Linked DNA regions of Capra hircus: region 2 is linked to region 1. A link is a contact called in public Hi-C data. All regions are on one chromosome and are shown on one strand. The core of a region is the stretch at or near the end of the contact, and the rest is flanking DNA. Distances in the headings are between cores, read along the strand shown.

Region 1 (4,338 bases), core at 472-2,971:
AAAATTGAGTAATTTTCCCACTTGGTTTAAGCCCTCACCTTAAATACCATCTTCAGCTAAAGATGAAAGAAGATGTGGGTGGGGTGGGGTGGGGTATAGTCACTTTAGATAGTCATCAAAAATAAGAAAGCACAGTGAACAAAAGGAGTGTTGTAATGCTTTGATAAGAATTTTTAGAGGTTTGTCATTCTCCCTCTTCCCAGTAGGGCTTCCTTGGTGTCTCAGAGGGTAAAGAATCCTCCTGCAATACAGGAGACCTGGGTTCGATCCCTGGGTTGGGAAGTTCTCCTGGAGATGGGAATGGCAACCCACTCCAGTATTCTGGCCTGGAGAAGCCCATGGACAGAGGAACCTGCTGGGCTACAGTCCATGGGGTTGCAAAGAGTTGGACACGACTGAGCAACTAACACTTCCACACTACCTCTTCCTAGTACAGGGAGAGAGACACCCTTACAAAGTTGTCATATATGATTTCTCTTATATATAAAAATATCTTCACACAAGAGTAACTTTAACTTGGTTTCAGAGCTTTTCTTGTGTTTAAAATTTCTTAAAAATAACGAGTTTAAAATGACTCTTAAGACAAAGGGACATGTTTTGGGGTGGCATATTCTGCTCCCCTAAATAGGAATACTAAGTATTGATAATTAAAAAAAAAAAAAAACTGAAAATATTCTTGCTGAAAGCACAGTAAGAAAAAAACTGGTCAAGTGAGGATGGAGGAAACATGTTTAATCTAGTGGAAGTGACAGGCTTAGTTTCAAACACTGAATTAATAAAATTTATGAATTTAATTTCATAATGCAGTATTAGAGTTTTAGTATAATTGATTTCACAATGGGTTGACTTAAGAAATTTAAAATTATCACTGTCTTTTAGTTAAAAAGGTCATCTGGATTAGCAATAGATTGAAAAAAGAGTTGCAATTACTTTTTCTCTAATTCTGACCAATGTGTACATGCCGTGTATATCTGCAGAAGATATTTTGGGTTCAGACTTTTGTTTCCATGATAAAAACATAAACCATGGCTTAGAGGTTCATGAACAAGGAGCTCCCTTTCCTTGTTCTAGGTCTTGCACATAATGCATTTTAAGAAGATTCCTAAACAAAATTAAAGCAAGACTTATTTGTGGTGAAATAAGTCAGCATCATCAACCTTCAGGTCTAAGGGCTCTGCGATCTAAATGCTCCTGGGCAGTATACCATGTTTCAGTATTTATGGAACAGTTCAAAGATATTGTGTGTGTATTTGTTGTTGAGGAAAAGGGACCTTGCCCCAGGGCTGCTGTTGATGGTTTCTCCCTAGTCTTAATAACTGCTTGAATCTGCTCAGTGGAACTTAGGGAAGGTCATGGAGGCTGAATGGAGGCTGTTTCCTATAATCAAAGAACTGGGGGACATGAAAGGCCTTGTGTTCAGGAGACCCACAGGACTCTGTAGACAACTCTCATCACGGAAAACAAACAAACCCAATGGTTACATCTAATTTTAACACAATATAAAGACCTCCGGAATTTTTTTTTTTTCCTTTGGTTATAAACCCTATTTTTAAAATCAGAAAAGACAGCGCTTCCCGCGGTTCCTGCCTCCCAGGAAGGGGCAATAAAATTCTGAAGACCCCACTCAAGTGCTCAGTCCCTAAGCGGTTCTCCCAACTAAGAACCCAAGTCAACCTAAGGAAGGAGAAAGAGGAAGCACGCAGAGTCAAGCACTTCCACCAGACAACGAAATGCCCAGAGGGCGCCCTGACTTGGGCCAGAAGGCCCACGGCAGCAGAGGTCTGCAAAGCAGGGATGCGCTGGGCGGGGCCCAGAGGGGCGGGCCCAGGGGCGTGGCGCACGGGCGCGAGGGTGGGCGGCCCGAGACCCGGCCGCGCGGTCCTCCGGCGCCAAGAGCTCAGTCAGCCTAGCGCGGAGCAGCGCCGGGCGAGAGCGTCCCCGTGCTGCCCAGCACCCTCCAGCGTCTTCCGGGCCAGGCGCTCGCTGCAGGTAACCAACGCCCCACCAGATCTCCTGCTCGGCTGCCTGGCTGGAGGGGAGGAAACGGGAAGGATAGGCGGGAAGGAGGAAGCCGCCACTTAGCCAGGGCCCGGCTGCAGCGAGTGGGGTCAGCTCCTCCGGGGAAAGAGGACGCGGAGCCGGGGCAGGAGAAAGAGGATGCGCGGTGGGAATCCGCTTCCAGCTTGTGCGTCCGGGACCCGGGGTGGTGCAGAGCGCCCTGCCTCGACCCAACTCTTCCGTCCGGTTCGGGGAGCCTGGGGCTAGGACTTTGGTGCCCAGTATCACCTGGAAGCCACTTGTTTCTTCTGTCTTTCCCCCTGGTTCACGTAGCGAGTAGTAGCTTAGGAATCGGGAGTTGGCGGCTGCGGGCATGGAGAGGCCGGGCGCGAACAGTTGCTCACTGTTGTGCTTTGGGGGCCAGAGACTAACTTCGCACAATGCTAACCGTGTCCCTGCGGAGAGGTATTTATTACCCCCATTTTACTGATAAAGAAAGAAGCCTGCGCCGGGATGTTAAATGACTCACCCTGGGGGCTAACCACTGGAAAAGAGACGCTGCTCTAGGGGCTCCAAAGCCCCCACGCGTTTCCTCCCCTTCCTGTTTGCTCTGCCTGGTTCACGCCGCGTCTGGAACGCGGGCTGCTACTGCTGGCTCTGTGGTGACACAGGTGATTGTTCTTGAATGCATTATATTCCCTTCCTAGGTTCTTTTTGGTTTTGTGTTGTTAGCGCTCAATTTCTGATTCAGATGTTTCCAATTTTTGTTGATTAGCTTTTTGGAGTGGAAGAAGCTCTCCCTCACAGCTCTTTTCCGCCCTGCCTTGCAGCTCTGTTCCTGGATGCCGAGCAAAACACAGGCACCCCAGCCTGCTACACACTTCTCATCTTTTTCGGTGGATGATAGGTCGCCCGTGCATCCAGGCTGGGCCTTGCGGGCTGCCCGGTTGGAGGTGAGTCTTGTCATCTGGCATCCTACACACTTGTTGGCTTTGTTATTTCGTTCTAGGGGGAAGAGAGTCTTCATTTTACGAGTAGTAGGACAGGAGGCAAATTGAGGGGATATACAGTGTTCAGAGAAAGTATGGTGCCTGGAGATGAGAACAAGGCCACAGCTTTTTGTGGTCTGCATTTGGTGAGGGCTAGGTGAGCATCTGCCCAGACACTTACTTGTAAGCTTCTCTGGGCATCCTGCCTCCCTTTTAGAGCTGTTCTGAAGGGCAGATTTGTTTTACAGAGGGGAGGAAGAGGGCTGAATGGTTTTTAAAGATTAGTGTAAATGACCTACTAGGAACCCAGGCAGTTCCAACCCCGCTGCCCGGGATTAAGGAAAATGGCTTTCTGCTGTGGCTTAATTAAGCCTTCATGGATTTTTAGCAGGCCTTCAAGATGGTCCTTCAGGGAAACTTTGGAGTTCTCAGACACTGTTCCATGTTTAAAAATAAGGTAACAGACGGTGAATTTACTTTTACAGAGTTTTATTGGTAGATAAAAGAAGTTGATTTTTTTCCCCCTTCCATCTCATGGTGAGGGTTGGAAGGTTCTAATCAGTGCCTCTCGGCCTTTCCTTCAGCCTGATGTTGGAAAGGAACTTCTCAGCCTTGGCCGTAAACACGTATTGGATTTCATTCTTCATTAAATATAGTTCATCCTCGATTAACTATAGGACAGCTTCCAGTCACTAGTTACTTCTTATTTATTACTTTTGGCCATGGTGGGTCTTTGTTGCTGCAGGGACCTCCTCTGGTTGGCACCAGCAGGGGCTTCTCATTGGTTGCAGTGTGTGAGCTTCTCATTTTGGGAGCTTCTCTTGCTGAGGAGCATTTGCTTCAGTGGTTGCGGCATGTGGGCTCAGCAGTTGTGGCACAACGGGCTTAGTTGCTCTGAGGCATGTGGGATCCTCTGGACCCGGAGGCCGACCCGTGTCCCCTGCGTTGGCAGGCGGATTCTTAACCACTGGACAACCAAAGTCCTCTAGTTCTTTTCCGTTTGCAGTTTTGTTGCTTAACACTAAGAACTGTTTCTCTTGAGAACTATGAACTATCTCCTGGTGAGCTACAGTCCAGATTGTCGAATCAGAGGTGAGTTAGTGACTGAGCACCAGCAGGATCAACTCTACAAAATGAAATCTAGGGACTTCCCTGGTGGTCCAGTGGTTATGTCTCTGTGAGTTTCCATTGCAGGGGCCACTGGTTCAATCCCTGATATGGAAACAAAGATCTCCACATGTTGCTTGGTTTGGCCAGAAAAAAAAAATCACTACAGATCTACAGGAACTAAATAGGTAATTCATGAGGAGAGCTAAATGGACTGTAATTGGTTCCAGGTGACCTGCCAACA
Region 2 (4,114 bases), core at 316-2,815, 200 kb after region 1:
TAGTTGTCTGGGTTTCCTGTACTGCTGCAATTTTCCAGATCTCCCTGCAATGATGCTTTGTCATCTGGGTGTGTTCTCCTTGTCGCCAACCCTGTAGGACCTGTGACACAGCGAAATGCTGCTGAGAGCAGTTACATTCAAATCTTAGCTCCATCCCTTACTGTGTCACATGGCAAGTTATCTAATCTTTCTGTGTCTCCCTTCCCTCACCAATAAACAAAAGAGACTGTGCAATGCCTAAGAATAATATTGAAAGAAAAAAAATGCTGTCTCCTTTATTGAAGTTCCTTTTGCTGTCTATTGTAACTGCTTTCTCCATTAGCCTTGAAGCTTCATGAGGACAGAAACCATGTCTGTCTTCTTCACTATTACATCTCCAGCACCTGGTATAAACACTCAACAAATATGTGTTGGATTGAATTATTGAACTTGAACTTCCCTAAATGCACACGTACATGATTTTCCCTAGTTGCCTATGAGTCAACCTTAAAAAAAAAAAAAGACATCATATCTACTTGATTCAGAGGGCACAAAGGGGTGCTGGCCATAGGCCCAATACGAAGTTTAAAAATAGATAGTATCCACCTTAAATTTTTGCAGGTTTTACTGATGTTTCTAAGCTATGGGCAACATCATGGAATAATTGAAAGAGTCCTAGACATGAGGGTCTAGTTATGGGTTATAGTTCTACTGTTAGTACTGACAAGCTGATTAACCTTGAGAAAATTAACTATCTTTGTGATTTTAAAGGAAGATAATAAATACCCAACATTACAGGGACTATGGAGAACAAACAGAATAAGGAAGTACTCTGAAAATTATAAAGCACTGACTAAGTTTAAGGTATTACATGCCCCCAGTTTAAACATAATGTAGGATCAGTGATTTAACTGAAGTATGTGTCATGGTTAGGCAAAACATAATTAAGTTTCCTAAAATTTGAGTATTGGCCCAGGCAAGGGTAAGTTTCCCTGCTAAACAGATCTCCGTAGAGACTGTAAGTGCCCCTGGAGGCACTGAAGTTAGTAAACAGAGTCTTTGTCTCTCAATGTCTTTTTGCAGCACAGAGCAGAGGCCCTGTTAAGGAGGTGCTAGGAAACCAAAAGTGACATACCTGAGGGAAGAGAGAAACTGAAGCTGCGATCAGGCAGTGATCAGGCGAGGGACCCACAAACCCACGTTACAGAAAGCCATGTGGACTTTTTCAGGAAACCCCAGGAAAAGAGAAGGAACACTGAACCAGAACAGCCCAGAGGCAAACCTGGGAGAAACCCAAGTTGCAGCCATTGTCAATACTACCACATTCATACATTAGGCCGATAAATATTTGTAGAAATAAAGCAGCCAAACAGAATAATTGGCAATGGAATAGCACGGAGTTTTACATCAGTAATGGACGCCTCTCGGGATCGGTTGGGTAACGAATCAATCCATCGTGAAGGTAAGTATTTTACCGTATCCATCGGTAGTCGCTACTTAATTTGGGGTTTTCCGTATACAGCACGGAGGTACCAAACAGGTTGTGGGGAGCTGTAAACACAAGACTGACTCTACCGTGGCCATCCTCTCCAAAAGATGCTTAGCTCCACATCTCCATCTAGAGGATGGATCTGGAATTGTTTGTTTGCTGGGTGGTTTTATAAACATCACCGATCTTCACCAAACAGTTCTGGCTCTCCACTTTTTGCACACGTGGTAGAAGTGTACTTCCCTGTCCTCCTCTGAAATGAAGGTGGGCATTGTGACTTGCTTTGACAAATGAAATGGTGGCCGAAGTGGCAGGTTTCACTTCTGGGAAGAAGAATTAGGAGAAAGCATGGGTGTCACGCGTTGTTCCCCACCTTGGTGCCTATGGAGGAGCTCAGCCCGACGGCTATGAGGAGCAGAGCCTCTGCTAAACAAAGCTCACTGGATATACCAGCAAGAAAGAATTTTTTGTCTTACCCAGAGATGTTGGGTTTCTCAAACTGCTAATCCAACCCATTCTGAGTAGTACTACTGTTTATACCGATCTTTACTGCTTGTTTTGAAGGGAGTATCTGACTCACACTATGCCCTGATTTCCTACACTCTCAGCCCAGGCTCAGGCTGATGTACACATCTTCCTGTCTAGGTTGCTAAAACATAAAAGAACACTTTAAAAGATGAGGACAAAGCTCAGAAGAGCATCAAATGCTTTCAAGTATTCTATAAACTTGAATATTAATATACTACCTTTACGGGTTTTTCACAGTCACCTAACCCTTGTCAATTTACTTAATACTTTTATTTAAATTGACTTATTTTATTCAAGTTTGCTCTGAAAGAAAGATTTGTATCACTATACATGGAAACTTAGAATCACTTGCCTAAAAGAAATAGTTGCGTAAGTTTAATCAAAATAAAACAGTGCTATTGAATTCAAGGTAGAAACCCTTGAGCTGTCACTGTGAGACTTTATTGCTAAAAAGAAGAGATTAGAAAGTGTCTGACAAGGTGTAATGTCATTTATTGTTATAAATACAAAGAAATGCTATGTAAGACAGAACACCCTAAAAGTCATCCATACATTTCCAAACTTGAAAGAGACCAAGGGAAAGTCCAGGTGCCAGAAATGAACAGTTATTCTAGAAACCTGATGAAAGTTAGTCTGCAGCATTCTTGACTGGACATAGGCCTTAGGGCCCCACAGGAGAAGGGACCTCCAGGTGCTAGAAGACAGACCTGGATCTGAACTTCCACATAAGGCCATGGTCCCTAAAGAACTGCCCTCTGAATGAAAAGAGAGTGAGAACAAACTCTATCCTCTGGCCTCAGAAAGCATAGTCTGCCTGTAATCTTGGGTGGAAAATAAAAAGCAACCACTGAGAATTAGACACACTATTTGTATGCCAAGTGTGTCTGATTTATATTACCTGAGTGATGTAGCAAACCCAAGCCAAGAGATTAAAATTAAAACTCATCTAGGACCATTACAAGCCTAGATTCCCAGGGTTCCAGAAGAATCAAATATGAAACCACTTGGCAGTGCTACTTTCACTAACTAGGATTCACTGGAAATCCACTTAGGAGAAAGTTAAAAACCCTCTAAAAGATGAACTCACATCAACACCCCCAACCCACACCTCCTAAGCTGCAAATTACACTAGGGAAAAATATTATGAAAAATTGCCAGCAGATGCTATAAACAGAAGAACTAGCAATAAAAGTCATTTAATAAATGAATAATATGAAAGAGATTATAATAATCACCTAGAGCCAGACATCCTGAAATGCGAAGTCAAGTGGGTCTTAGAAAGCATCACTACAAACAAAGCTAGTGGAGGTGATGGAATTCCAGTTGAGCTATTTCAAATCCTGAAAGATGATGTTGTGAAAGTGCTGCACTCAATATGCCTCCAAATTTGGAAAGCTCAGCAGTGGCCACAGGACTGGAAAAGGTCAGTTTTCATTCCAGTCCCAAAGGAAGGCAAAGCCAAAGAATGCTCAAACTACTGCACAGTTACACTCATCTCACATGCTAGTAAAGTAATGCTCAAAATTGTCCAAGCCAGGCTTTAGCAATATGTTAACTGTGAACTTCCTGATGTTCAAGCTGGTTTTAGAAAAGGCAGAGGAATCAGAGATCAAATTGCCAACATCTGCTGGATCATGGAAAAAGGAAGAGAGTTCCAGAAAAACATCTACTTCTGCTTTCTTGACTATGCCAAAGCCTTTGACTGTGTGGATCACAATAAACTGTGGAAAATTCTTCAAGAGATGGGAATACCAGACCACCTGACCTGCCTCTTGAGAAACCTGTATGCAGGTCAGGAAGCAACAGTTAGAACTGGACATGGAACAGACTGGTTCCAAATAGGAAAAGGAGTATGTCAAGGCTGTATATTGTCACCCTGCTTATTTAACTTCTATGCAGAGTACATCATGAGAAACGCTGGACTGGAAGAAACACAAGCTGGAATCAAGATTGCCGGGAGAAATATCAATAACCTCAGATATGCAGATGACAGTACCCTTATGGCAGAAAGTGAAGAGGAACTAAAAAGCCTCTTGATGAAAGTGAAAGAGGAGAGTGAAAAAGCTGGCTTAAAGCTCAACATTCAGAAAATGAAGATCATGGTATCTGGTCCCATCA

The links. A called contact is a pair of places that touch in the nucleus more often than the background predicts.
Region 2: a Hi-C map of blood shows a contact between it and region 1, with 3 times the contacts expected there. The contact joins the enhancer-like site here to the promoter of GCNT1 in region 1. A contact is called at or near these places in 2 of 5 Hi-C or Micro-C datasets (blood and liver).

Annotation. Positions count from the first base shown.
Region 1 is chr8:52,350,064-52,354,401 of ARS1.2, forward strand. GCNT1 (beta-1,3-galactosyl-O-glycosyl-glycoprotein beta-1,6-N-acetylglucosaminyltransferase) reads left to right here and starts at 1,722. Exons shown (of 4, transcript XM_018052088.1): 1 at 1,722-1,989; 2 at 2,774-2,951.
Region 2 is chr8:52,553,511-52,557,624 of ARS1.2, forward strand. All of the region lies in intron 9 of PRUNE2 (protein prune homolog 2), which reads right to left. Among named protein-coding and RNA genes, the nearest start is that of GCNT1, 200 kb to the left of the region's middle. Within about 2 kb of position 1,566, at least 1 of the 5 cell types and tissues checked has an H3K27ac peak or open chromatin away from gene starts, as enhancers often do.